Regions from separate parts of the Mus musculus genome. Here all the other regions are linked to region 4. Evidence: chromatin contacts called from public HiChIP or PLAC-seq and promoter capture Hi-C data. All regions are on one chromosome and are shown on one strand. Each heading gives the region's core, a stretch centred on a gene start, on an enhancer-like site or on the middle of the called end of the contact. The rest is flanking DNA. Distances are from core to core; before and after follow the strand shown.

Evidence for each region. Promoter capture Hi-C pulls out the DNA fragments that hold promoters and counts their contacts. HiChIP or PLAC-seq counts read pairs in DNA pulled down with a chosen protein or histone mark.
Region 1: a promoter capture Hi-C map of pre-B cells shows a contact between it and region 4, with 7 times the contacts expected there. The contact joins the promoter of 5730405O15Rik here to the promoter of Mid1ip1 in region 4. A contact is called at or near these places in 5 of 39 promoter capture datasets (the C10 cell line, erythroid cells, hippocampal neurons and 2 more).
Region 2: a contact with region 4 is called in a promoter capture Hi-C map of pre-B cells, with 2.6 times the contacts expected there. The contact joins the promoter of Suv39h1 here to the promoter of Mid1ip1 in region 4. A contact is called at or near these places in 2 of 39 promoter capture datasets (erythroid cells and pre-B cells).
Region 3: an H3K27ac HiChIP or PLAC-seq map of embryonic stem cells shows a contact between it and region 4, with 4 times the contacts expected there. The contact joins the promoter of Ftsj1 here to the promoter of Mid1ip1 in region 4. A contact is called at or near these places in 2 of 39 promoter capture datasets (liver and pre-B cells) and 1 of 115 datasets of contacts at active chromatin or transcription factors (embryonic stem cells).
Region 5: a promoter capture Hi-C map of liver shows a contact between it and region 4, with 2.3 times the contacts expected there. The contact joins the promoter of Ddx3x here to the promoter of Mid1ip1 in region 4. A contact is called at or near these places in 4 of 39 promoter capture datasets (the C10 cell line, erythroid cells, liver and 1 more).
Region 6: a contact with region 4 is called in a promoter capture Hi-C map of pre-B cells, with 2.7 times the contacts expected there. The contact joins the promoter of Gripap1 here to the promoter of Mid1ip1 in region 4. A contact is called at or near these places in 2 of 39 promoter capture datasets (erythroid cells and pre-B cells).
Region 7: a contact with region 4 is called in a promoter capture Hi-C map of liver, with 6 times the contacts expected there. The contact joins the promoter of Usp9x here to the promoter of Mid1ip1 in region 4. A contact is called at or near these places in 3 of 39 promoter capture datasets (liver and pre-B cells) and 1 of 484 Hi-C or Micro-C datasets (CD4 T cells).

The regions. Positions count from the first base shown.
Region 1 is chrX:13,040,037-13,043,861 of GRCm38.p6, reverse strand. It overlaps 5730405O15Rik (RIKEN cDNA 5730405O15 gene), which reads right to left and starts at 1,847. Exons shown (of 3, transcript NR_038158.1): 1 at 1,753-1,847; 2 at 206-305.
Region 2 is chrX:8,072,657-8,076,465 of GRCm38.p6, reverse strand. Suv39h1 (suppressor of variegation 3-9 1) reads left to right here and starts at 1,706. Exons shown (of 6, transcript NM_011514.2): 1 at 1,706-1,922. The coding sequence starts at 1,904.
Region 3 is chrX:8,249,950-8,253,988 of GRCm38.p6, reverse strand. Ftsj1 (FtsJ RNA methyltransferase homolog 1 (E. coli)) reads left to right here and starts at 1,583. Exons shown (of 13, transcript NM_001290430.1): 1 at 1,583-1,817; 2 at 2,952-3,109; 3 at 3,351-3,420; 4 at 3,503-3,593. The coding sequence starts at 2,989.
Region 4 is chrX:10,715,962-10,719,619 of GRCm38.p6, reverse strand. It overlaps Mid1ip1 (Mid1 interacting protein 1 (gastrulation specific G12-like (zebrafish))), which reads right to left and starts at 2,255. Exons shown (of 2, transcript NM_026524.4): 1 at 1,916-2,255; 2 at 1-1,633. The coding sequence starts at 1,390. The coding sequence ends at 842.
Region 5 is chrX:13,279,491-13,283,404 of GRCm38.p6, reverse strand. It overlaps Ddx3x (DEAD box helicase 3, X-linked), which reads right to left and starts at 2,383. Exons shown (of 17, transcript NM_010028.3): 1 at 2,248-2,383. The coding sequence starts at 2,292.
Region 6 is chrX:7,788,128-7,791,836 of GRCm38.p6, reverse strand. Gripap1 (GRIP1 associated protein 1) reads right to left here and starts at 1,844. Exons shown (of 26, transcript NM_001290455.1): 1 at 1,769-1,844. The coding sequence starts at 1,810. It overlaps Gm39487 (a long non-coding RNA gene), which reads left to right and starts at 1,897. Exons shown (of 3, transcript XR_003953042.1): 1 at 1,897-1,971.
Region 7 is chrX:13,070,178-13,073,857 of GRCm38.p6, reverse strand. It overlaps Usp9x (ubiquitin specific peptidase 9, X chromosome), which reads right to left and starts at 2,360. Exons shown (of 45, transcript NM_009481.2): 1 at 2,125-2,360.

The DNA of each region.
Region 1 (3,825 bases), core at 598-3,097, 2.3 Mb before region 4:
TGAGTGGTACATGCTTTTAATCAGAGCACTCCAGAGACAGAGGCCTGGTCTATTTATTGAGTACTAGGGCATCCAGGGCTGCAGAGTGAGACCTCATCAAGAAACAAAGCGAAATAACAAACCTGGGCATGGTGATACATGCATGTAATCGAAATCCTGGACAAGCTGAGAGCTAGGAGGTCCCTAGGGATTGCTGGCTACCTACCCAGTCTAGCAGAGTTGGTGAGTTCCAGGTTCAGTGACACACCATGTCTTAAAATGTAAGGTGGAAAATGATTGAGAAACACTCCGTGCTAACCTCCAACCTGTATACAGAAAGGGAAAAGGAGAGAAAAATATTAAACATGTGCCTATTTTATGATCCAGCCATTTTATTCCTATGTATTTGGCCACAAGCAAAGAAAGCATATATCTACATGAAAGAGTTGAATATGAATGTTCAGAGTCACTTTATTTATAACAGCCCCAAATTGGGAAGAACTGGAATGTCCATCAACAAATGAAAGGATAGCCATGTTGTCATACAGCCATACAGGGCAATCTTTAAAAAGGGAGAAAAACTATCTATAGGTATAGTAATATGGATGAATTGCAAGTGAGTTATCATGTGTGAAAGAAGCCAGTCAATAATTATTACTACAAAATTCTAAACAAATTTATTTTGTGATAAGAAGTAGATCAGTAACATGGGTGTGATATGGCAAGCCTGTAATCCCAGCACCTAGGAGGCTGAACCCTGAAGACAGAGAGTTGGAGGCCAGCCTGGGCTACCAGGCAAGAGCTTGAGCCAAAAAAAAAAAAAAAAAAAAGAAAGAAAGAAAAAAGAAAAAAGAAAAAAAAGCCTGAGCCCTGGTTGCCTGGGGTGAGGATAAGGGAGGAATTTGAAAGGAAAATTAGGAAATTTTTGTGGTGATAGATTTGGTCACAGTTTCGGTTGTGGCGATGCTGTAGTGGTGCGTGCGTGCATGTGTGTTCTATGCAATCATATATTTTAAATATATACACATCCTTATAAAGTAATCGCACCTCAGTAAAACCATAGAAACTCCCAGAACTGACTTTATTGTCCTTCCCCTGAAACAGTGCTTCTTTCCTCTTACATGCTATTGAAAGCAGGGAAACAACATGGTTGGCAGGGATATATCTTTTCAAAATTTTTTTAAAGACAAAAAAAAATGAAATAAAATAAAATAAAAAACCAACCAAGAACCTGATTTTCTAAAATGTCTTCCTATTGACCTATTCATTTATGGATTCCCATTCAGTTGAAAAGGCCTACCAAGCCCGCACACATCCTTTCATGGTTGTGATGACGTATGAAAAAAAATACTGTTAGGCCCTGGGCTTCTAGAAAAATGGAGTAAAATGCACTTTCCCCAGTACCACTAAGAACACCCAAAATGCCTAATTTCGATATAAAATAAGGTGGAGGTGAAAAGCAGAGCTATTGAGGGCTACCGGACCTGATGAACACATGACCGTGGGTTTCCATACCTTCCAAACTGGTTTTGGAGAAGCCAGCACCCCAGAAAGAGCAGGCACAGAGAGAGAAATGAAAAACAAAATAAACAAAAATCCCACCCTGCAAGAAAAGTCTGATTTTTCTATCTAGACAGAAAACTTCTGCACAATGACAGCTCCATTTCAGCCAAACACTACAAGGGGGTAAAAAAATCTCAAAAGTCTGTGTGGCCCCACCCTTAAGCAGGAAAAGCTCGAGCCTTCTAACAGTAAAGAGACATTCCCACACACCCCTTGCCTCAGGGAGATAGCAGGGAAGGCAGGAGTCCCAGCGCTGTGGCCTGCGGGGAGGCTAGGGCGCCTCCCATTCCTTGGCTCTGCTGAAACAGCCCGGACTTTCCCCTCCTCCAAGAAGATCCGAGGCGTCCCGCCCCCTCCGCCGACGTCACCCAGCCAGGGGTCTGAACTTTCACCCCCCTTGCAGCGCTGACGAGTTCCTAGCTACCGCCAGATTACTGGAGGCAATGTGGAGGCGCCACAGAGCGCAAGGCGACTGGCGGTTAGCGGCCTAGAATGGAGCCAGCATCCTGTCCCACCCCGCCCTGCCCCGCCAGCCCCGCCCCGCCAGGCAGTCACACGTAGTCCAGGAGCGCAGGCGCAGGTGCGAGCGTGCGCGTGCGCACACGTCAGCAAACGCGGCTCTCGGAATCTGGAACTTAACCCTTCCTTGCCTGTAGCTGGTTAGTTTGAGCTGCGTAGGAGAGACTTGCTGAAACATAGTATTTAACTAATATAACGTCAGTTTTTGAAACATACTCTCCATACTGAGAATCGGGGAATTCTCAGCTTGAGTGGGAAACGACAATTCACTAAGGTGACAGGATTGTTAGAATCAACTGGCAAGGATTTAAAAACAGCTGTCATTTGTAGCCCTTTTTTGTAAGCATGTTTGTTTGAAACAAATGGGGAGGAAAGTCTCAAAACTCAAAATTTTTTGAACTGAAAATTACAATAGCTTACAGGCAAAAAAAAAAATTAGACTCAATAGCAGAATCTAAAAGTCTAGGGGGAAAATCAGAATTGATCCGATTAGAATAGAATTTACTCTATTTAAGCAAGGAAAGAAAGTAGACTGGAAAAAAAGAATAGCCCTTCAGGGACATGGAAGATAATATATTAAAAATCTAAGTTTTTGATCATAAGAGTTTCAAGAGAGAAAGATGAAATTAAAGTAGTAATCAAAGAATGAATGCCTAAAATGTTCTGAAATTTGCCCAAAAGGCATAAACATATAGATGCAGAATATGTGTGTCTGTTGTTTTTTGGGACATAGTTTTTCTGTAGCTCTGGCTGTCCTGGAACTCGCTCTTGTTTGTAGACCAGGCTGGCCTCGAACTCACAGAAATCCAGCCTGCCTCCGCCTCAAGTGCGGGGATTGAACATATTCACCACCACTGTAGGGCAAACCTGAGAAATTTTTAAGCAGGATAAACAACAACAAAAACCTGTGGTTTATCAGAGCCAAGCTTCTGAAAGTTAATAGAAACTAACCTAAGCACCCAGAGGAAAACATGTTCTCTAAAGAGAAAAAATAGGAGAAAGCAAAAACAGTGGAAGAAAACTGCCATGTTTCTCAAGTGCTGAAGAGAAATTTAGTCAGGCATGGTGGGTCTCATATGCCACACTTAACAGTCTGAGAGAGGAGGGACCCTGGGTTTGATTTCCCAGCGTAGCAAATAAGAACCATGATAATCTTGATAAACATAAATGACAGAGAAGTCTTGGCTATCAGGAAGGAAGGAAGAATGACAGAGTAAAAGGGAAGATAAATACAGTAGACAATGTTTCCTCATCTTGGCCTTTTAAAATCATGTTTAACAGTTAAAGCAATAGTTACAGCACAGGCTTTTGTAGTTCTTAATGTATGGAGGAAATCATTAACATAATTACATTATAAATGGGAGAGTGTTAAGTTACTAAAAGAGGTAAGATTTCTACACTTTATTCAAACCGTTAAAATGGAGACTCCAATAGACAAACCTGTGTATGGATAATGGAATGCTTAGACATTGAAAGTACCAGGCACCCAGGACCAGGAATGGGAGTGGGAGGATTGGAGAGCAGGGGGAAGGGGGAGGGGATGGGGACTTTCAGAGGGGAAACTAGGAAAGGGGATAACATTTGAAATGCAAATAAAGAAAATATCTAATTAAAAAAAGGCACCAGGCAAAGACATACGCAGCAGGACATAATGACATGAATCTGTAGTCGCAGCTACTCAAAGCTGCAGCAGGAGAATGACTTGAGCCTGAGAGTTTAGGAGAAATGTCCATTTCTTGAGAGATGGGGAGGGGGAGGTAGAGA
Region 2 (3,809 bases), core at 457-2,956, 2.6 Mb after region 4:
AAGGTGAGAGGGAGAATGAATGAGTCCCGGGGTTAGCTGAGGAACAGCTCTGTCAGGAAAGCTCCCCCGTCCCCCTCAGATACATGCATGGTTGCAAAGTATCCTGATAGAATCCAAGTCTCTCTGAGGAACCTAACACTTCAGAAGATTGACCCATAATGGAAATGAGAAAAGATAGAGTCATTATAGGAACCCAGCTTGACTTGACCACAGCCATTTTAGTCAACTTCAGTGGTGGTAGGGCACAGGGCCTCAGCATACTTTCCAAACCTATAGGATAAACAAAGCCATTAAGATAAGGCAGGCTCCAGCTGCAGATGTAGCAGAGAATGACCTTATCTGGCGTCAATGGGAGGGGAGGCCCTTGGTCCTGTGGAAGCTCGATGCCCCAGCAAGTAAGGGGATGCTAGGGTGGTGAGGCGGGAGTGGTTTGGTGGTGGTAGGGGAGCACCCTCATAGAAGCAGGGAGGATGGAGGATGGGATAGGAGGTTTCCAGGGGGAAAATAGGGAAAAGGTTTAACATTTGAAATGTAAATACATAAAATAACCAATTTTTAAAAAAAGGAAAAAAAAAGAAAATCTAAAAAAAAAAAAAAGATAAGTCAGGGAAGCATTTCATGATAACTACTGATGCCCAAATTACTTTAAGCTGATATTTAGTGAAATGGATTTAGAAAAATAATTGATGGGCCACATTGAAGTTTGTGTAGCACGTAACTCTGTCCTCCTGCTGTGCAGTATAGGGTTTCTCATGTCTTGTTGACACTAGAGATATGAATACGTCTGTAAATCTGTAATAATTGCACTTTGCGAAATCCTGGCTCTTTCTAACTCTTCTGGTATATGTGCGTGTTACTGTGGACTGTGTACGTGTGCATACACATATGTAGGCTAGAGGTCAACAGCAGGCATCTCCCTTGATTGTGATCCATTTTCTTTTTAATTCTTATTACATTTATTGGGTGTGTGTATGTGTGTATGCAGACACATATGTAGGTCAAAGGTCAATGGTAAGCATCATCCTTGATTGATCTCATTGTATTTTTTTTAATATTAAATTTATTTGGGGTATGTGTGTATACACCTACCAAAGTGCAGGTGTGAACAGAGGACAGCTTACAGGAATGGGTTCTGTCCTCTAAGAGCAAGCTTGGGGCTCCTGTCTCCCTCCTCCAGCACTTTGTCGCTGGGTGTGGCTCTTACATGGGTGCTGACAATAATTTGTCCTGACCTAATCCCAGTCCACTTCGGGACATGGGTGGCCATTGGAGTTTGAGACGTCTCCTTCAAGGAAGATGGAGAAAGGGCTGCCTGGCTAACAATGTGATGGGGACAGTTTGAGGGAATAGCAGGCTGCCTGACAAGGGTTGTGCTTCTATGAACTCAGACGGCTGCAGGGCACAGATGGATGCTACTATTGACTGAGTGTGAATGAAGAAGCGAGTGATGGAAACGGACATCTGATGGCGGCGACCGACTTATTATTTATTTCAATCAGGTGACTGGCTGAGCACCTATATATATGGCTCTAGGTCCACCCTGGCAGTGAATGCCTGCGCGAGGTTAAAATAAATGACTGGCAGAATTGGGGTTGCACAAAACAAGCCCTTTATGACTGGCTGACGCCGCGATTGGCTAGCAATATGACTGACAAGGGGCGGGTCCTGGAGCAAAGGCAAGCTTTGCTACTGCGCAGGCGCACTCTGAATAAAGGCAGCGAGCACGGGCTCTCGAGACCACTCCTGGTGACGGGAGGAGTCCAGGCACAGCTCCGCGGTTGGTCCGAGCCGGAGCTGCGAGCGGCGAGGAGCGGCCAATCGACTGCGCGTCCCCGGCCACGCCCGCGCGCGCTCTCTTCTCGCGAGGCCGGTTAGGCCCGAATGTTGTTAGCTGTGGAGAAAGATGGCGGAAAATTTAAAAGGTGAAGCTGTGGTGCTAGAGACGCGAGCTACTGGCCCGGCCGAGTAGAATGGAGGGAAGGTGGCCGGGGCTCCAGGCCAGGCGTCCGGAGCTACGGAGCCTGGAGCTGGAAGGCCGGCGCGGCAAACGTGGGGGCCGAGAGCGCGGGCCCGGCGCGCGGGCAGGGCGGGGCTGAGGGGAGGGGGCGCGTGCTTCGGCCGCGGGGGGCGCGGGGCTGCGCAGGCCGCGCGCGGGGTTTCTCGGCCGCGCGCGGCTGGCCGGCGCGCCTACGCGCGTGAGAGAGAGTCCTGAAGGAGAAGGTTGCGGCCACGCGCGGGAAAAGGCGGCTCTCAGTGACCGTTACCCTTTCGGTTTCCACGGGAGACGCCGGAAGGGGAGGAAGAAGTGGAACGGACCCCCTTCTCAAAATGGGGGAGCCGGCGACTCTAGGTGGGAAAGGGATCGAGGCGAGATGGGGGCAGGGTTTTCGGGTAGACGAGTCTCCCCGGAAAGCGGGACTTGGTGGGGGGGCCTCGGTGAGAGGAGGGCTCGGCTCCTCCATGTGCAGGAAAAGAGGGGTGACTTGTGCGTGCTGGGCGGGCTCCTCGGCCTCGAGTAGAGCGCTGAGAAGAGATTCCACAAGTGTGAGCCGGAGCTGCGGTGGGGAGGAGTGCGGCTGCTGGCACTGCAAATGGTATTTGCAGGCCACTTCTTGGGGCTTTCAAAGGCGTTCCAGACGCAGGTTAGAGGCTCCGGGAACCGAGAGGCCTCGGAGGAGAGGGATTAGTCTCTGCTGGGCCTTGGATAAAAAAGGATCAGTGTATATGTACGCAGTGATCTTTTTTTCTTTTGAAGTGTTTGTGTGTTCTTAGGTTACCATCTAGAGCATCTTATTAGGATTGTTTTAGATTTGAGTCGTATGATGGGAGGAGAAAAAAACCATCCTTAAAAGATGGCATTGGCTACTGACAGCATACACCTAGCATCAAGTGGTTTTGTGACATATTTTGATTTTTTAAAAATGGCTTCTAAAATTACGTTGAAGAAGGGATGTGCTCTGAAGCAAAAAAATGTGTATACTTTAAATCCGCTTCTCTTGAACAATAATTTTGGTGACCAAGAGTCATTGTCGGGGCTTACCTACCACATGTATTGTTTACATGTTCCTGAATTGAGAGCAGATCCCTTCGAATTGAGTTGTACTTTTCACCCCCGAGACAGGGATTTTTTTTTTCCTTGAGACAGACTACGGCTGTCCTAGAACTCAGAGATCAGCTTGTCTCTGCCTTTCCTGGGTCTAAAGGTATGCACCACTATGCCCAGTTTAATGTAATATCTTTCTACAATCTTTATAATTACAAAACCTAAAGTCCTTTGAAATAAAAGTCTTTCTTAAATGTGTCACTAATCATGGCAAGGGATTTTTAAAAGTGAAATTATTCAGTGAGAATATTTAATGTGAAAAATCAAGGCTTTTGCTATAGATGTGTTTGCTGTTAATGTGTTTTGAGTATAGATGGCTTAATGTCCTATGCCAGGAATTCGCCTAAAATTACTTGTGTAAAATTCCCAAATGTTTGAATTCCAAAATCCAGTGGCCCAGGAGTTTCAGATAAGTGAAGACTTTATAGCAACACCTCTGTTTGTTGCCCTAGGGATTTTTGTCCTACCCTGACTCTCTTAGTTAACGCACCCCAGTCTTTTGCAAAGTGCAAAGAGCATTGCTTAAGGCTCTGACCGAAGGTAAGTCTGCAGGCAGCTTAAGGCCTTGGATGTTCTGCCAGTGGATCCCTTTATGGACGGGCCCATTGCTACAAGCGCCACTTCATCCTTGCCATTCCAGAGTTAGGGGGCCAGAGTTTGGAGTAGAAGATTCTCCCAGATGAGGGCATAGGTCCTCTGATAGGAG
Region 3 (4,039 bases), core at 334-2,833, 2.5 Mb after region 4:
TAGATAATATGTAAACCATGGAAACTAACAAATGCTACAAACAGGCCCAATCCCCTACCCTGCCAGAAGCCAGTTAACCATTTACCAGCGCATTGCTGAGAGCACTAGAATAGTGCCTAATACACAGTAAATACTTTCAATTATTGTGTTTCATGCACTAGGTCATGACATGAGCACACACACAAGAACACATACATAGGGGCTGGAGAGATGGCTCAGTGGTTGTTGGGATTTGAATTCAGCACTTCAGAAAATGAATTTTTAAAGAACATATACATATTCATACATGCATATATGCTTTAAACTTTTATTCGCCGGGCAGTGGTGGTGCACGCCTTTAATCCCAGCACTTGGGAGGCAAAGACAGGCAGATCTCTGAGTTCGAAGCCAGCCTGATCTACAGAGTGAGTTCCAGGACAGCCAGGGCTATACAGAGAAACCCTGTCTCGAAAAAACAAAAAACAAAAAACAAAAAGAAAGAAAGAAAGGAAGGAAGGAAGGAAGGAAGGAAGGAAGGAAGGAAGGAAGAAAGGAAGAAAGGAAGAAAGGAAGAAAGGAAGAAAGGAAGAAAGAAAGAAAGAAAGAAAGAAAGAAAGAAAGAAAGAAAGAAAGAGAGAGAAGGAAGGAAAAAGGAAAAACAAAAAATACAAAACTTTTATTCATTCATACATGTATTTATTCATTCGTTCGTTCGTCCGTTTATTTATTTATTTATTTATTTATTTATTTATTTATTTGGGGGAGGGGGCGCGTGACAAGTGCGCATGTTGGGGATCAAAGGACAACTTGCAGGAATCAGTCTTCTTCCATCCATGACCTTGTGTATGGGGAATCGAACTTGGGTGGTCAGATTTGGCGGCAAGAGCCTCTACTCAGTGCGTCTCGCAAATCCGTAGACATGCTTTTCAGTGGTGCGGGTGGAGGCGGTGAGGGCAGTGGTGGTGGTTAAAATGTATTAAAAAGTATTTGGAAAATATACAATTAGAAAAGGATGTGCATCCGATTAACACCGTGAATTCTAGATAGGTGATTATCCCTTCTTTTCAGATGAGGAAACTAAAGTTCTAAGGTGGCAAAATTGAAAGCACTTCAGTCAACCGGTAGAAGTAGGATTCAAAATTGCAAATCGTATGCGGTAGCTTCCCGGTAGTAAAATTCAAAATTGCTCGCCGTAGCCTCCAGGTTAGCTTGCTTTCGCAACAGACTTTTCACTTCGCGTGGTCACGCTCCACCCCCTTTGCGTAATTTCCTTTCCCTCCAGACTTAAAGAAAAATGGGCGTGGTCGTGCCCGCTGAATTTTGGGAAATGTAGTACATAGGTTAAATAACCGTCCCGATGTAAAAGGGAAAAGGCGGCCAAGTAAGTTATCTTGTCTGAGTGAGCGGGCGATGGGGGAGGGGTGGAAGTTTCCCACGTCAAGGTCTCTCCGTGTAGCCAGACTAGCCGAGAACTCAGGATCTTGCTCCGGATCGCAGCTATAGGACCCTGGCCTTGAAACAAAGAACAAAGAGCCGGTTCACAAGCCTTGCAAAACTATTGGCCAGACGATGTCAGTTGCATTCTGGGAACTGAAGTTCCTGTGACCGGGATATGTCGACACAAGATGACGAGACTAACGTCATACGTTGTGCTCCGGTCTGGATCTCCGTGGAACTGAACTGTTTTACAAAGCAAACTTTACCGCGTGGCGACAACCTCTAGGCGTGTACGACAGGCCTTCGGGTCCACTCCGAACACCAACTGGAGTCTGTAATTTTCAGTTTGCAAACTGTTCTCGAGGCTGGTGAACAGCCACGCTCTGTATCCAAGAGCTGAGGTAGGTCCTAGGGCACTGATGACTTGAAAGGGACCGAGACTGGAGGCATGCCTGCCCTGTCTCCAACTCGGGATGAGGGGATTCACTCTCGGTACTGCAGCTGCATAGTTCAGTCAAGCCCCGAGAAGCTTGCCTAGAGCAGGGAACTAGATTGTTAGGTGAACTCGAACGGGGTGCAGCATAGAGCTACACAACTGATCTGCTATCTGCTGGGCCGACTTGAAGGGTATTTGGCGGTTCTGATGGGCTGATGGTCTTTGAGGCTCTGCAGATGGTCTTAGGGATGTTACTAAAAGATGGGTCTTGAAGGTATTACACTCGTGGTGCTGTGTCTGCTGGAAAATTAATGAAGGCTAATAATAAAAGTGGTGGCTATTTGGCAGTTTACATAGTAATCGTATTGGTGAGGTTCTGGAGAGAATAACAGGTGCGTAGGCAGAGTGCTAAACTAATGGGGTCAGTGACGAAAGACAAAATAGAAGCTATATGAGTGACAGAGGTAATCTTTGTATTGATGCAAAGGATCCCAAAGGCCACTCGTGTGATCTTTGAGAGGTTGGTTGGAGGGCTGAGTTAATGGAGCTGGTAAATTGGTGTAATGGAGCCCTAACAGGTCATGGTCCTCCAGGCATTAGTGGGGATTAAGGTGGTAGTAACTAATGACTGGAAGCTTAATCTATGATGGAATTGGTGGACTGCAGAGTGGAGAGAGAGAGAGAGAGATTAGGCTATGGGAGATGGAATGAGGTTGTGTCGGGTAATAGGTGTGAAAAGCAAGGACTTAATGGAGGGAGTAGTAGGGTTCTGTGACTCTAAAGATAATGGAAATAACTAGAGACGGTCAGGTGTTGATAGAGATGAAATGGGCAGAGAAAATGGTTGCGAGAGAGATTACTTGTGTAGTGTGTCCGTGACAGTAGTTGGAAGAGAGCAGAGTCAGTAGTGGGTCCTCTGTCAGTTAACTGTGGAGTCTGTGATGTCCCTCAGAGATGGGGACCTAAATGTGATCAGAAAAAGGGCCTGAGAGTTCATGATAAGGTCCTGGGCTTCGGGTTCCATGTGTTGAATGAGCTGACTGTCGTGTGGGACCCATGAACTCAGTTAGCTGTACTTTGTTTTCTTTGACCTGCGCAGGACAGCATCAGCACACACTGTCTGCCAGCAGACTGAGATGGGACGGACATCTAAGGATAAACGGGATGTCTACTACCGCCTGGCCAAGGAGAATGGCTGGCGGGCCCGAAGCGCTTTCAAGCTCCTGCAACTGGATGAGGAATTCCAACTCTTCAAAGGTGCCTAATCTGGGGGCTAAGTGACCTGGGAGTGGAAGAGCAGGCTGCTTCTGAAGAACTCACTGTAGTAGCTGGGCTGACTTGGAGCACGGAGACGGGGAAGGAGATAGACCACAAAAGAGGAGGAGGAGGAGGGCACAGGGGCAGTGGGTAGACATAGGTTCTCCACAGGACAGAGGTGACTTTTGCCGCATCTTCTGGTCATGCAGCTGAGCAGTATGTCTTCACTGTGTGTGCACAGGTGTGAAGCGAGCGGTTGACTTGTGTGCAGCCCCAGGCAGCTGGAGCCAGGTGCTGAGCCAGAAGGTTGGGTGAGTGGAGGGGCTAGAGGGTGACCTGGGGGGCGGGGGAGGCGTGGGGCGTCAATCCGATGCTGACATGTGCTATCCACAGGGGCCAGGGTTCTGGTCAGGTGGTGGCCGTGGACTTACAGGCTATGGCTCCACTGCCAGGTGTGATACAGATACAGGGCGACATCACTCAGGTGAGTGAGAGCATGCCTACGAATATTGGGGTTATCCTGAGTGACTGCCTTCGTTTGGGGGACAGTAGAAAGGAGAAGAGAAACAAGACAATAAAAAAATGAGAAAGGCTATTTAATCCTCGAATTTTAAAAAGCTGAGGGTGAAGGATAATAAGACCAAAGCTGGCCTGAGTTATCAAAGGACTTCGAGATGGCTTGAGCAGGCAAAGCTGGCCTGAGTTATCAAAGGACTTCGAGATGGCTTGACAGCAAACCAGGTGACTGAGTTCAATCCCAAATGGTGTCCTCTGACCTCCACATGCGTATGTACCCAGACACGCACACAATTAATGAACAAATAAATGCAGTTTTAAAATATCTAAGGGGCTGGAGAGGTGGCTCAGCAGTTAAGGGCAATCACTGGTTGCTCTTCCAGAGGATATGGGTTCAATTCGGAACACCCACAC
Region 4 (3,658 bases), core at 1,006-3,505:
CATATAACAACAGTGGAGCCCTTCATCATTCTCCATACGATACAGATATAATGTCAGCTGGTTCCACTTTAGATAAATCCACTTTCTCATAATAATGTTAATTATTTTCGCTAGCCGAGTGGCAAGCTTCATCCTAGCTGGCACATCGCCAGTTTACACACACGGGCGGGGGAGGGGTGGCGTGAAAGGGATAGGGTGCCACAGGACTACTGTACAGTGTAACAGAAAATCATTAATAAAGTAGTACCGGTTACCAACAGTGCTGTTTGTGCGCTTATCACAATGGAATCGACGAAGTTTCAAAGCAAAGAGATCTGAAAGACTTAAGACAGGGTCACTGTTACAAAAAGAAATAGTGCAAACAGGAAAACTGACGCAATCCTAGCAACGCCAAGGCCTCCTCTGGCAGCTCAAGGCAGGGCAGCAGGAGGCTGAGCCCCGCCTCCCCCAAGCACCCGGCTAGAAGCTGCCCTCCCATGTGTGGCAACCCAGCACTGTGCCCTGGCATGGCCCTTTCTCAGGCCCTTCTCTTCCGGAAAGAAAAACAGAAAAGAAACCCCAAGAAAGGCACAGGCTGAATGAAGGACATCGGCCCAGTTCCATTCCCACCAACACAGAGTAGGCCCCCTCCGGGGGTCTTTGAACCCCCCTCTCTGGCGACTACTTTCCTCTGCTCTCGCGATGAGGCCCTCTTCTCCACACTAACCCCACCAAGTACACAGCCCAACTTTACAGTGTGCCCTTCGCGCCCCACAACCAGGAAGAAAATAGCTTGGAGGAAAGAGAGGGGTGGTAGAGCCGACCCGAGAGAGGGTGCTGGGCAGCGGGGACAGCCCCCGCCTCAGTGGCCCCAATTACTGAAGCCGATCTCCTGCTTGTATCTATTGGTGAGGATGTTGGCTTTTCGGGTGAGTTTGGAGAGCACGGTGTGCAGCCCGCGCAGGTGGTAGTGGAACTGCTGCTCCAGATCTTCCTCGCCCGCATCCGCGCTCTCCAAGTGACTCAGGCCCACCAGGATGTCCTTGGGCTTCCAGGTGCTCTCCTCGCTCCCGGCCGGCGGAGACGAAGGCTGGTGCAGGACTCCCCACTCGATATCATTGCGGATGGACTTGAGCAGCACGTAGTGGCTGTACATGTCCCGGGAGGGCGCGAAAAAGCTTTCATTGGCGCTGCCCGGGCTTGGGGCCGGGGTCGTGCGCTCCTCCAGGCAGCCGCCACTGCCGCCTACCTCCACGCTGACCTCGTCTATCTCCGGCTCGGACAGGGGTACGTCGCGCAGCAGACTGGGCACCATCACCGTCTGGTCCATGTTGTTCACCGCGCCAATGAAGCGATTCATGGCGTTAAAGAGCGAGTGCTTCTGGTTATATGTGTCGCAGATTTGCATCATGGTGGCCGAGCGGGCGCGGAAACACAGGGACGCTGGTACACGGAGATAGACCGCTGGCGATGCCGCCTTCAAGCGCTCTCAGAGGCTGATGCCGGGAGCCTGCTTGAAGCCGGTGTGACGGGATTCCCAGATCCTTCTCCGCCCTCTCTAACTTGCTTCTTTCTCAGCTCAGCCCTTCGTGAGGCCCGGCTGCTCTTATCTTTGGCTCAGGATTGACGGTGGGTGGCTGGGTCTAGCCTTTTTCTGCTTGGGAGACAGAGACGAAAAGAACAAATTACCCACCCGGTTAGGATGCCCGGCATCCGGTCCGCGCGATGCTCCCACCCTGACCAAGGCTGGCCAGAGAAGGCACAAGGGTGGTTCCTTGGGACCAGCCGGTATCACCTCCTCCAATACTAGCAGAAGACCTTTGAAAAAAAAGGAGAAAAAAATCTCCCCCATCCCGGACTCTCTGGTTTCTCCCTTCTAAAACCTAAGCGAAAGCAACCATATTAGCCCGGGCTGCCAAAGGGCGGGGACACCCACCTCTTGCACTGCGAAATCCCCTGGTTCTCAGTGCTTGCGTTGCGGACGGTGGCTGCCCAAGGGCGCTGCTGCGGTCACTGATCGGACTGTGAGTAAGGGCGACTGTGGTTGCTCCGGCCCCCTGCCCATTCCAGGTGCTCAATTTATAGTCCGGGAAAGGTGTCCCAGGCGCCCAGGACCACCCCTGATGTCTCCTCCTCCTACCTCCTCCAGCAGCACAGATAAAAGGTCCCAGCCCTGACCGCGAGTAACACTCGCCCAACCCTTTCTACCGCGGGGGCGGGGCACGCCGGGTGGCTCCGCCTCTCGCCTGATACCCGGGCTAAGGCAGGGCGGCCCAGCAGGGCAAGGCAGGGTAGGGCTGGGAGGATGGAGCGGCCGCACCCCAGCACCAAACCCAGAACAAGCTGTTTGGGGGAGGGAGGGCGAGGCACTGAGCCCAAGGAGCCGCCGTCCAAACCAGAGGGCGGACTGGCGCGCGCGGGCTGGGCGGGCTTGGCGCGCACTCTCCGGGTGGGATGACCGGAATGCTTGTGTGTCCGGGTTGCAAAAGAGCCCCTCAATCCTGAACCTAGAGTGACTGCAGTCCGGAAATTTAGCCTCGATTTATTATTAGACGTCGGGTAAGAGGGATTCACAGCTGCCCTGACTCCATACTTGGGAATCTTATGTAAGAAGAGTTAGCAGGACATGCCGGATGCACGTGGACATGGGGTGCTCCCTCCACGGCCCAGGTCGTGGTCAGCTGCAGGGGGATGGGAACACTGAGGCATTTGCTTCCCTCCTGGCGGGGTCTTTCCTACTACTGCTGCCAGGTATGAAGAGCACCCTGGTCATCTGATCTATAGTTTTGTGTCCCCCACCAAGAGATAAGAGCATGGCAATGGAGTGTGAACTTGGGCCTTGTGGCCCTTTTGGCTATCAAAAAGACTAGGAGAAGGTGGCAGAAGTTAGGACTGGTGTTGGGTATATCTTATCATTTAAAGAAAAAAAATGGGAGTATACCCAATAACTTTCTGGAGTGTGTGTCAAGTGCTCCTTTCAAAAGATAGTTCTTAAGCAAGGGTTACTTAATAAGCCTAAGCTGTGTACCATAGCCCTGGATCTACCTTTCAAGTTTTACACTTGAAACTCCTCTTTCAGGTTCCCAGCCCTGAGCCCATACTCATTTCCCATCTCATTTCCTTTGCCACATCCCTCAACCTCCAGTCAGCTCTTCCATTCCTCCAGATAAGATGACTCAGGCTTCTAATTTTAAATTTCTTCCCACTAAAGTCTTCGGGGGGAAGTTTTAGTATGGCATTCCCCTGCAAGACAAAAAAGCGCCCCAAACAAGGAGAGACACTTATGCATGTGGGTTTGTTTGTTTGTTTGTTTTTTCTTGAAGGACTGGTACTGTCTACCGAAAATCATGTCTCTTTTCAATTTTGAAGGGAACAAGAGCTGATAACAGACAGAAAAGTCATTGGTAACTCTAGAACCCAGACTGGCAAATCTCCATCTCCCTCTGGTTTACTGGTTCTAGATCATAACCCATGCTTCCAATGCTTTCTTATGTATGTATGTATGTATGTATGTATGTATGTATGTATGTATGTATGGAGACACAGTCCCAGCCAGCCAGCCAGCTTGATTTGGAACGACAGCTACTCATCCTTCTGATTCAGTGTCCCATGTTCTTTTAAACATGAAATAATGTTTGTTATCTGCCCCGTGGAGCTAAGGAGATCAGTGGAAAGAAGA
Region 5 (3,914 bases), core at 1,134-3,633, 2.6 Mb before region 4:
CCTTTACTCTCAAATACAGCACAAATGTATTAAATTGGGATAATACTGCCTAAGACAATTTTATCAATACACTCACCACTTAGCACTACAGAATAAAACTGGAATAATTCCTGTTCTCCCACATTTACTGTAAACTCACAGAACTAGTCATGAATATCCTTTGATGTTCTTACTAAAGGGCATTTTACTGGCTTTAGCCTCCAAAGTCTGCCCATCTCCTTATACTGGTTAACAAGATTTTACAAAAATGCTACACACTGCTCGAGGGTGTGTGTGTGTGTTGTGGGAGGGGGGGTCCCTCACTATGTAGCCTTGGCTAGCTAGCCTCAAACTCACTAAAGACCAGGCTGATTAAATTCAGGTCGCTGTGGTCATCACGCTTGGTGGCAGATGCCTTTACCCACTGAGACATATTGTCGATATATAACTACTATCTATTTAGGAGTATAAACCACAATTGAAAAACAGGAAGAAAAAAAAAAAAACAGGAAAGTTGGAACTGTTACGTTTTAAGGAAATGTTACTCGATAAATCTGTGCCGATACTTGCAAACTACTAGTATCGCTAAGCTCCCTGAAAACAGAAAGCAGATGTAACCTCTTTGTCATTAGAAAAAATGTTGCCATGCCTTGATACTGTAACTACCGTTTAAAGCCGCGTTTATTAAAATCTGAGTTTTGGTTTTTTTTTACGAGTTTTTTAAATGTGCTCTGGTTTGCCTGCAGTGTGAGGGTGTCTGATCTCCTGGAACTGGAGTTACACAGGCATGACCTGCCACGTGGGTGCTGGGAATTGAACCCAGTCCTCTTAACGGATGAGCCATCTCTCTAGTCTACGTAGGTTTTTTTTTTTAATCATTTGACATTAATCGAAGCAACAAAGTTGCCAAATGCACTGTTGGTACTCATTACAAACTTGAACCACTCCGAATTCCTAAGCTTTCGAAGTTAAATCCACTACCAACTTATGAAAGGCTCTTGGAAATATAATTTCCAATATAGTTCAACAATAGTATCATTTTAGTATAAGTATCATTTAGAATGGAAAATGTTACCAGTGTCCCTTAAGTTACAATGTGTCACAACATGGAAGATTTACTGTAGCAGGTCATAGGTCAGGCAGAAGGCACCAGACCCTCATCTCCTTGGCCTCTAAATCTAGAAATGGAGTCTCGATTAAGTAATCAGAAACCAGGCCTGACCAATCTCCCAATTTTACTTCGATGGCAGCAACAAGTTATCTGTTGCCATATTCTGGGCATTTTGCCTCTAGAGGATCCCAGAGTGGGCCATCACTCGCAAGGCGCGTGGTCCTCCCTTGCGCCCAGGTAAAGGGCGGGCGTGCCCGGCTCGGGCCGCGCGGTCGTTTCCTGGAGCCTAAGGCTGAGCAAGGGCCGCGCCGGGTGGCTCGCGTCACCGCCAAGCCCGGCGCAAGTGCGCACGCAGCGGCCCTGGCCTCCCTCCCCCTCCTCCCCCCGCCCAATCCGCCCTGAAATTTCTGCGTCACAAAACTTTCCACTCGGGAACCGCGGCCTCCCCTGCCGCGACGCACCGGGCCGGCGGGGCCGAAGCAACCCAGCTGGCTTGCAGGCGAACCCGCTGGCGGGCAGACCCGGGGGGATGGGGATGGGGGTGGGGGGGCGACCGCGCAGCACCGCCGGCCTGCGCCACACAAAGGAGGCCGCCGCCATTAGCCCGCGCAGAGGCCAGCCCCCCTCCCGCGGCGCCCCCTCCCACATTCCAGCGCCGCGGGGCCACTCGGCCAGCCCGCGCGCCGCCGCCAGCTCCCTAATTTCCAAACCACAGCCACTGGGGCCATGGAAGCCCAAAGCCCCGGAAATCCGGGGCCAAAACCATCCACCCGGGCCCCGCCACGCCACGCGGGGCAATCTCCCCCCCCCGACCGCCCCGATCCCCACCTGCGGGTCACTAATCAACCAGGGGACGCGCGTGCGCCCGAATGCGCGCGCCCCCTCCCCCTCCGCTCGCCTGCGCACAGACACAAAAGCCGCCATTGTGCTCGGGCCAGGGACAATACCGCGCACCGAGCCGAGCCGGAGGAATCACCGGCTCTAGCACTCCCCCCGCAAGCATCCAGTCCCTCCAGAGCCCCTAGCCACTGGCCACCCGCCGGCCCGAGCCGTCCAGGGAGACGGGAAGGCAAAAAGCAGAACTTAAAGAGCTGCGCCACAAGGCAGGCTAGGGCAGGGGGCAAAGTGATGCAGCGACCCCCGCGGCTCAGGCTCACCTGCTGGTCCAGCCCGAGCGCATTTTCCACTGCCACATGACTCATCCCTGAAGAGTACCGAGAAATCGGAGTCTTCCGCTGCTGAGCAAAGGCTGCCTCTACCGCAAAGGCCCTCTCACGGGAGAACTGCGGCTTTGAAGCGCACCGCGCGGCCACCGACCTTATATACCGACTCGGAGGACTGCTACGTCAGCACGTAAGACGTGTGCCCTCCTCTCCCGGGCGGCCGGCCACTGCCGTTAGGAGCTCTGCCTGCTTACGGTGCGTTGCTCGGCTGAGTCCCGTGAGATTTCCTAATCAGTCCAGTTACCCGCGTCCTCGTCGGCTCATAAAGAAGCCTTGGGTATATGTGGTTCTGGTTCTCCTGGGTTTGCTATCCCCTGGTCTCCACCGGTCCCCTAATCTTACTGTTTTCTCGAGATCTCGCGAGAAATGATTGCTGACCGTCCTCTAGCCTTAAGGCCCTAAGCTTTAAACTAGGTTGATTGGCTGCTCCTCCCCTGTGTACCCAGTTTTCGTCCTTCTTTCTAGCACTCGTCCCTTCCTCTCCGTCCCCGGGCGTGGAGATGATGCAGTGGGCTTTGTCTGGCCTAACTAATGAGCCCTGGCTCTGCGTGGAGGGCAGTGGGATCACGTGACCGTGGGTGTCCAGCAAGGTGGCCATCTTGTGAAGAAGGGAAACTCGCTTGACTAGTGCTGGGAATGGGAGGGAGGGACGGGAAAACTGCGGGAGGGCGGGGAGGAGAAAGGGGGAAGGGAACTAGAAATGAGAAGCAGAAAGGTGGAAGGCTGCATGGTGACCCGAGTCCATCTGAGCAGGGACTGTAGGGGATGTGCGGGTTGCTGTAGGCTTCAGATCGCCGTTGCCTATAGATAGCATCACTCCCACAGCCCCACTCTGAAGGAACAATAAAACTATCTCACGCGAATCTAGAGCCGGCAATCCAGGACCCTCCCGGGACCCGGAGCCTCTCTCGTTTGTGAAAGAGTCACTTATTGTAGGCCCCTGTGTCCTTCCGCGTGGCATTCCTGGCACCAGCCTGTGGCTGTTGGCACAGTAAGGGACCCCAGGGAGGCGAGAATGTGTGACTGGACACAACCTGTGTCTCCCTGACCGAGATAACTTGCCTCAGGCCTCTCTCTCCACTAGACAGAATATGGAGGAAAAAGGGGTCTGTCATCAAACGGGCCGATTCTGGTGGACCCCGCTTCTAGGCGGACCACCCCCCAAGACTCAGCTTCAAAAACACATACCCTTAAACAACAAAACCAAAAGAATATATTGAGCCCTCAGCTTTTAGGCAATGGCAGCACACAAGTTACCTAAAAGATACTCCTTTCTGACCCTCAGTTTCACAAATAAAACACAGGACTCAGCACCCCCCCCACCTCAACCCCAAACCCAACCCCCCCACCAGGGGCCTTCTGCTGCCAGAATTCAAACAATTACTTCTCATCACATAGTTTACTGTACAAACTCTTCTACTTTTCCAGTTTGTAAAATTGAAACTGAACTTTTAAAGAGATACGGAAACAATAAAACAATCCCTAGGCAAGTTGCTTTTCGGCTTTTGTTCTCAATTTTCCTCCTCTATAAAAGAGACCACTAGACTTCAAACCCCTGTTGTTTTTACTATTCATTTTGTGTAACAATTGAATGTTGCTTT
Region 6 (3,709 bases), core at 595-3,094, 2.9 Mb after region 4:
CCCACTGATCCATTCCCCACCTGGACCACTGAAGGGTATTGGAATAGTTAGGCTGCTGTTCATATGAGTTCTTGTGACTATACACGCAGATGAAATCATCCTGGCTGACCTCCTTACACCCTGAACACTGTCCTACCTAGACCCGGGAGGCCCCTTTGGCGAGGGGCGGGGGGCTTTAAAATTCCTTCCCAAGGAAAGAGAATCTGGTCTTTTTCCTTCCCAACTTCCATGAGTCAGGGGATGTTGCTCAAGGTCCTGTGGAACTGCCAAGGTTTTCAAAACAAGTCAGTGTCCCCTTAAGTATAGAATTAAGAGGAAGTGCAGCACAGGCCACTTCACACAATACATGTATATCCACCAGCCTTGGAGAGCCCTAAATCTGATTCTTCCCAGAACCACCCACTGTCCACTACCCCTGGTTTTATGTCCCTCTCAAAGTACCAGCTCCACCTTTCTCAGCACACTGGTTTGCTCCAGATCAGATCAGAAGGCTTAGCTACTATAGGATCTTTCTTATTCTGTTCTCTTCAGGACCCCAATAGCATTTCTCCTAATCTTTGGCCAACTGGAATACCTTTCTATTCACCTTGAAGTCCCTCTCCAAAGCCCAATAGTATCTCCTTACACATGGCTCAAATAGGATAAACGTTCCTTGCTCAAGTATCTATCTATCCACTTTTTACAAGATGTCTTCAATGGGGGTGACATTATGTCTGTCCTTCAGGATCTCTCAAATGCCCTTGGGCGGGCCAGTTGAACTAGTTTTATTCAGAATCTTCTGCAATTTCCAGTGGTCCTCCCCATTTATGGTCCAATGAGCTCACTCTTACATCTTCAGTGTCCCTCAAGCAGACTAACTAGCTCCCAGGCCAATCGAATATTTCTGCTCCCTCAAGTGTTCTGCCCCCAACCTATAGGACTCTAAGGTTTCCCCATTTCAGTCTTTCCCACTAAGGCTCCCTCACTAAGTGTCCATTCATTATGCAGTGCTTCTATTCCCTCTCGAGATGCCTGGAAAAGGATCAACAAGTCAGAGGACCAGGTCAGACTACTCCCCCAAACCCAGTGATGTCCCCTTCCCTGAACTCCCAAAGTATCAGTTTATAAATATCCTCCGGCCCTTCCTCTAATCTGAGTTAATGGTATTACCTACTCAGAATGCTCATCACCCTGGGTCTAAAGGAATCATCCCAATCCATGCAATTATGCCAACCCCTCCTCTTAGGATCTTCTAGCATCAATGGCACAACAACTCTAGGGAAGAGATCCACGGTCTTTCCCTACTCCCCTGGCTTAGTAGTATTGGTATCTCCCACAAACTTTCCACCTCCCAGTAGTTCATGGTCTTGTCCTGTCAAATAACCAGAGGCTTCCCCCCTCCCCATGACGCAAATGCCTGCTTCTTTTCTCTCCCGACCAAATAATTTCTCCTCAGAATCTCCATCCTTTAAAGTCTAACATCATCACCATTTAATGGTATGCCCTACACATGGACCCAAAGATCCCATCCCGATTCCGGACTGAGAAAGGTATCGCCTAAAGACGTTCTACATTCCTTTTGAAAAGCTAAAAGAATCCAACCTTCAGAACCCACATAGAATCTTCGAAATCACTAAGATCGCCACTCAGAGCCTCGGTTTCCCTTCTCCAGACCACCCCCTTATACTTAAGACCCATTCCAACCAAATCTTCAGAACCGATGGCTGGTCTTGTCTCTACCCCGCCCCCAGTCTACTAGACGGGTGGTCTTCCCCACATCCAGCGGCACCTGCATCCGTTGAAACTCCTCTTCAGACAGAGCTTGCGCCATGTTCCTCCCCCCATCCCCCGCAAGCTTTGTGCGCAGCCGCAGCTTCTGCGGCCTGTCAGTGCTAAGGTCGGAGCGAACCACTGACCAGTAATTGGAGGGGAAGAAACCTAATTCAAATGTTCAGCATTTTAGAGATGGAAAGAAGAGAATGATGCTCAAAGGTCAGACAAATTTTACTTTGATTTTTACAGAATTGTAAATTGTCTGTTATGGCTTTTGAGCATTTATAGATTACTCATTGCTATGCGACATTATGGTATCCCTGTATCTTGGGTGGACTCGTCGGGAGGGAAGTAATCCTCTGACGGAAAATTACCCTTCCGCGACGCTCCTTTAAAGAGAAAGTGACTTAATAATCAAGGAAGTGAAAGCGGAAGCTTCCTCGGGTCTTGTTCCGGCCCTCCTACGGGTGACCCCAAAGGGGAATCCCGCCTCACGTAAAGTCCTTGACCACCCACCCCTCATTTTTTTTTAAAAAAAGGTCTGACAATGATTTTTATTAACACAGTGCTTTATCTCATATTAGGGAAAAGATCTAGTCATTGAGAAAGCTAAAAATTCACGAGGAGAACAGTAGCGAATAAAACAAAACCAGAAAAGTCCATTAAAAATAAAAACAAAAGCTAGCTCCATGGAAAAGAGTCCGGTAGCACACTCAAGGTTCTGGCTGTGCTCCCCAACGCCGAAACAAAACATCAGAAACAAGGATTTAAAAGCGCTCTAACCATCGCCGACCTGAAAGCAAGTGTTGCTCAGTGTATTCTCATAGAAATGAAATGATTTCCCTGCTATGGGAAATATATTCAAGCAGGGCCTTTGTAAATTGAAAGATTTTATTGATATAGGCTCTCTCTCAATATAAATGCAGTCATTTAAAACGATACCATTCTTAGACTTTTCAGACACCTATGTCGTCACAATCCAGGGAGAACACTTCCATCACTCCTTAAAGGTTCTTTCAATCCATCCTCTTTCTACAGCCAGAACAACATTGTTTCTTTTGGTGCTATAGTACATTTGTCTATTGTAGAATGTGATTCAATGTATTCCTTTTGTATTTCCATTTATTTTTCGCTTTTGGCTGTTGCAATTCATCCAAGTTGTGTTATCAGATTTTTTTCTTTTGTTAGTGAATAGATTTTTTTTTTTGAGGCAGGGTTTCTCTGTATAGTCCTGGCTGTCCTAGAACTGGAAAGTTGGAGTTTATTAAGAAACAGTTCTTTTTTTTTTTTTTTTCTTCTCCAAGACAGGGTTTCTCTGTGTAGCCCAGATGTCCTGGAACTCACTCTGTAGAACAGGCTGGCCTCACCACTGCCCAGCTAAGAAACAGTTTTTATTTGGGTATGGTGGCACACACCTTTAGTGGTCCAGCCAGAGCTCTGTGAAAGAAAGAAAGAAAGAAAGAAAGAAAGAAAGAAAGAAAGAAAGAAAGAAAGAAAGAAGAAAGAAAAGAAAAGAAAGGAAAGGAAAGGAAAGGAAAGGAAAGGAAAGGAAAGGAAAGGAAAGGAAAGGAAAGGAAAGGAAAGGAAAGAGAAAAGAAAGAATGTGTGTTTAAACATAGATCTAAGCACAAACACATAAACAGAGAGAGACAGCGAGACAGTTCTCACCAACGGACATGGGTACAGGCTTCTCAAGGGAAGTTAGTGGGGGGTTCCTGTTGTCATTGTTTGCTTGGTTTTAGTAGTGATGAAAATCAAACCCTTGGATTTGTGCATGCCAAATAGGCACTCTGCACTGAGCTACACACTCAGACATACACACACACACACACACACACACACACACACACACACACACGCCATCCCATGCTACAGAGTGTGATCCTGTCTCAAAACAAACAAATTAAAATAAATAACACATGGCTTTCTTTACATTGTCTGTCCATTCTCTGTATTG
Region 7 (3,680 bases), core at 1,111-3,610, 2.4 Mb before region 4:
GACAAAGCAAGTAAGTTTAAACATTGCAAAAATAAATGTTGCTATGTCTGTATACTTAATACCTAAATCTTCTAAGAATTGAAAGACATTTTGCTGAAGCCAAAATGGCAGCCTGATGATTTAGTAGACTAGAAGGATCTAAAGAAGAGTTTGTAGTATCTATTTTTAATTAAGCTCAAGTGTCAAACCTAGTCATGGTTAACCAATCCTTATAATAAATGAAGCGAATGAGCTCTTTTATTACTGGCTACAGAGTTCCCACGTAAGTACACCCAAAATAATTCTTCATAAGTCAAATTATACAAAAAAAGAGAGATGCAAGGCTGGTGGGTTTTAAGGTTAAAAAAAAATTATTTCGAGTGCCTCTCCTACTAACAGAAACAAAAATATTACCAAAACCCCACAATTCCTTCATTTACAATCAACGACCCTCTGTGGCAATTACACACACCTGTAAACTGTGGCTGTGAAAATTCAATTAACGGTGTTAACTACAGAACTTTCAAAATAATTTAAGCACGTCGTATCTAAAAATCTTATCTTCCAGTCTCTGAAGAAATCCAAACAGAAACAAAACCCCCAGCTTCGCACCTGTTTAACTTAAATATTTCACAATGAATGAAAAACAAGCCATTTATCAAGCCTGCAGCCTCACATCACCAGCATCTCAAGGTTTTATCAGTTACAAACTTGCACATACTAGTATTTCCTTTCTTCGTCTTCGTTTTTTCCTCCTCCTTCAGGAACAGCTAAAAATACAAAGGTGGTCGGTCTACTGTCGCTTGGAAGCGATTTCGGCATCAAAACATCCTTCCGGGCCTTTGGCCCACCGTGAGCAGCCGGAGGGGGCGAGGGAGGTGTGGGGGAGCGATAACCGGCTCGGCCTTCTCAGGGCACTGGGCCGCTGAGCGACTGCGGGTTATCGCGGGAGGGCGGCGAGGAGGCCAACTCGTCCGCGGGCCTGATAGCCAGGCGTCGCCGGGGCCTAGCGCTCCCGCTCCAAATCACTCCACCTCAGTAATGGCGTTCGGTGTCAAGTGGAACAGGCCGAGGGCGTCCGCCGCCGGGTTAAGGGGCGCGCGAACCAACCGTCCCCGCCCCCGCCCGCGCCGTGCCCGCGCCCCCGCGCGCTCCCGACCGACCTCCCGCGCGGGTGGAGGGGCGGCACGGCGCGCCGGAGTCTCCATCCTCCTCCTTCTCCTCCTCCTCCTCCTCTCCACTCCCGTCAGGCAGGGAAGGGGGAGGAAGGGGGAGGGCCGGAGCCGTCAGCCATTTTCCCTGCCAGTCCAAAACACACACGCACACACAGCGCCACGCTCACTCACGGACACGGACACACGCTCGCGGGACGCCGGCCGCGCGCACCACGGAGGCTCGCGCGCGCCCGCGACGGCCGGGGCTCGGGGCGACCCCCAACCCCGGCAGCCAGGCCCCCAAGGGAGGACCGCTTACGCACACACACCCCCTCGCGCCGTCCTCCCCAGCCCTCCAGCCAGCCGGAGGCCCTGGGCGCCGCCGGGCTCGGTACTCACCAAACACAACCCGGGAGTCTCCTACGAAGCGGGCCACGCGGAGGCGGGAGACGAGATGCAAAAGCTCGATCCCGGGACCGGGCCTAACCTGGGAGCATCCCAAGCCGGGGGCTGGCGAGGGACAAAAATATGAGAGGCTGCGGATGGCGGGCGGGCTCGCGACGCGCGACGCGTACCGACCAGGGGTCTGGCCCTCACCCTGGCCGCCCTAGGGCAGCGGTGACCACGGCCGCCGCCTCCCTCTCGGCCGGCCGCAGCCCTCTTCCCCCTTCTCCCCTCAGGCTCGGGCGCTGAGCTCAGACAAGCTCCGGGCGGTGCGTTTCTCCTGCGTCACCTCCTCCTGCTCCTCCTCCTGCAGCGGCAGTTTCACCTTCCCCTAGTCGCCGCCTCTGTCCCCCCACTCCAGGCCTGCTCGCTTAGCTACCGCTCCTGTCCTCACTCCCGTCACCCACCCCAAGCCCTGGGGCGGTAAAGGCGGCCGCCTCCCTGGAGGGCGAGGCGGCGGCGGCCGACTCCCGCGAGGCCTGGGAGCCGGTGCAGGCAGGGAGGGGGTTCGCTGGGACAGGGAGGAGGGCCCCAATGGGCCGTTTACCGAGAGCTTGCGGCTCCGCCACCGGCGGACTCTAGCTTCCGCAGCCTTGGGTACCACAGCCTCGTCAATATGGCGAACCCAACAAATCAAGAAAGAAAAGAAAAGACAGAAAGAAAAAGAAAGAAAACCCGCACGGCCGGTGGTGGTGGCGGTGGCGGTGGCAGTGTCGGAGGCGGCGGCGACGGCGGCAGCAACAGCAGCGGCAGCGCAGACTCCCACTAGTCTCAGCACCGCCCAAGGCTCAGCGCTTCTCCGCCCCCATCAGGGCCCTCCCCCTCCAAGCCCCGCCCTCAGCGCCCGGCCCGGCCCCTCCCCTTGCCCAGCCCCCCTCTGGGCCAGCTGCCCCCTCTCCCTGTCCACCTCAGGCTGTTGAGGGAAAGAAAGGAAGAGCGCTGTGGGCCACTAGGGGGCCCAGACAAGGCCCCGTCGCCTGGAACACTGCGAGCTGGGTGGGGGAGGGGAAGACAATGCTAGGGAAAGATCGTACCATCGCTTCCGGACGGCCACTGCAGGGGGTCATGCGAGGGAGCCAGAGACCCTTACAAACCGTAGGGGACCGAACCGAGAGCTGACGAAGGACTCGGACCACTCCAAAGAGGAGGGTGGAGTGGGGGGAAGGGAGAGATCCGGCATGCGGCCTGGGCAAAGGGACTGACTGTCGGGAATGGCAGGGATGTGGACAGGAAAGGGTTAATAAGCACGCAAGCTGCAGCCGCGTCGCTAGTTTGACTAGGGCTGCTTGTTTTTGTTCCATTGTGAACCATGGCCCCACCATCCAGTGCCCGGATGGTGACGTCACCGGCCTCCCCCTTTTCCGGGATGGTTCGGAGGATTGGTTGGGGAGTGGGGGGGGGGGGTGACGGAAAGACTAGATTCCTGGGTCCCGGTGCTAGGCGTTTGCACCCGCCTTGCTTGAGGGTCTCGACTGCGCAGCTGACCCATGTCACGTGACACGAGGATAGGACAAGCCACAGAGCAGTGGTGCCAGGTCCTGAGGGTTTGGCCACCTGCACCCAGCCGATAGGGGGAAGGTGTGGCTTGAACTCCAGAGCGGGGTCGCGGGGGGTGGGGGGAGCTGCTTCCCACTCCACTTTGAGGGAGGCGCTTTAAGCAGCTCATTCACACGATCCTGCAGCATCAGTACCTAAAAGCATTTCGTCAGTCTTAAAGGCATAGTGACTGGGACTGAGAACATTTTGGACACCGGAATCCTTACAACAGTAAAGACAAAAAATTATACACCGTCCTAGACACCTTAGCTACTCAGTAATACTAAATGTAGCAAAATGAACTTCTATTGCCATATCATCAACACCATTCAGTGTGAGAACCTGGGAGGGACTTATGAACCCATCCGCTATGTCAGGGACTATTTTCTGCATATTGAGACTCCGAACTATAAGCTGCGGAGGAAGAACTTAACAGAGCAATCTCAAACGTTGTAGGTTTGAAACGATTCTATAATTTACCTAAAATTCACAAATGAAGAGAAAATGAATACAATTACTGATCGATATTTCATTTTGACTTAAAAATGCCTGTTGGCAGCAAATCTT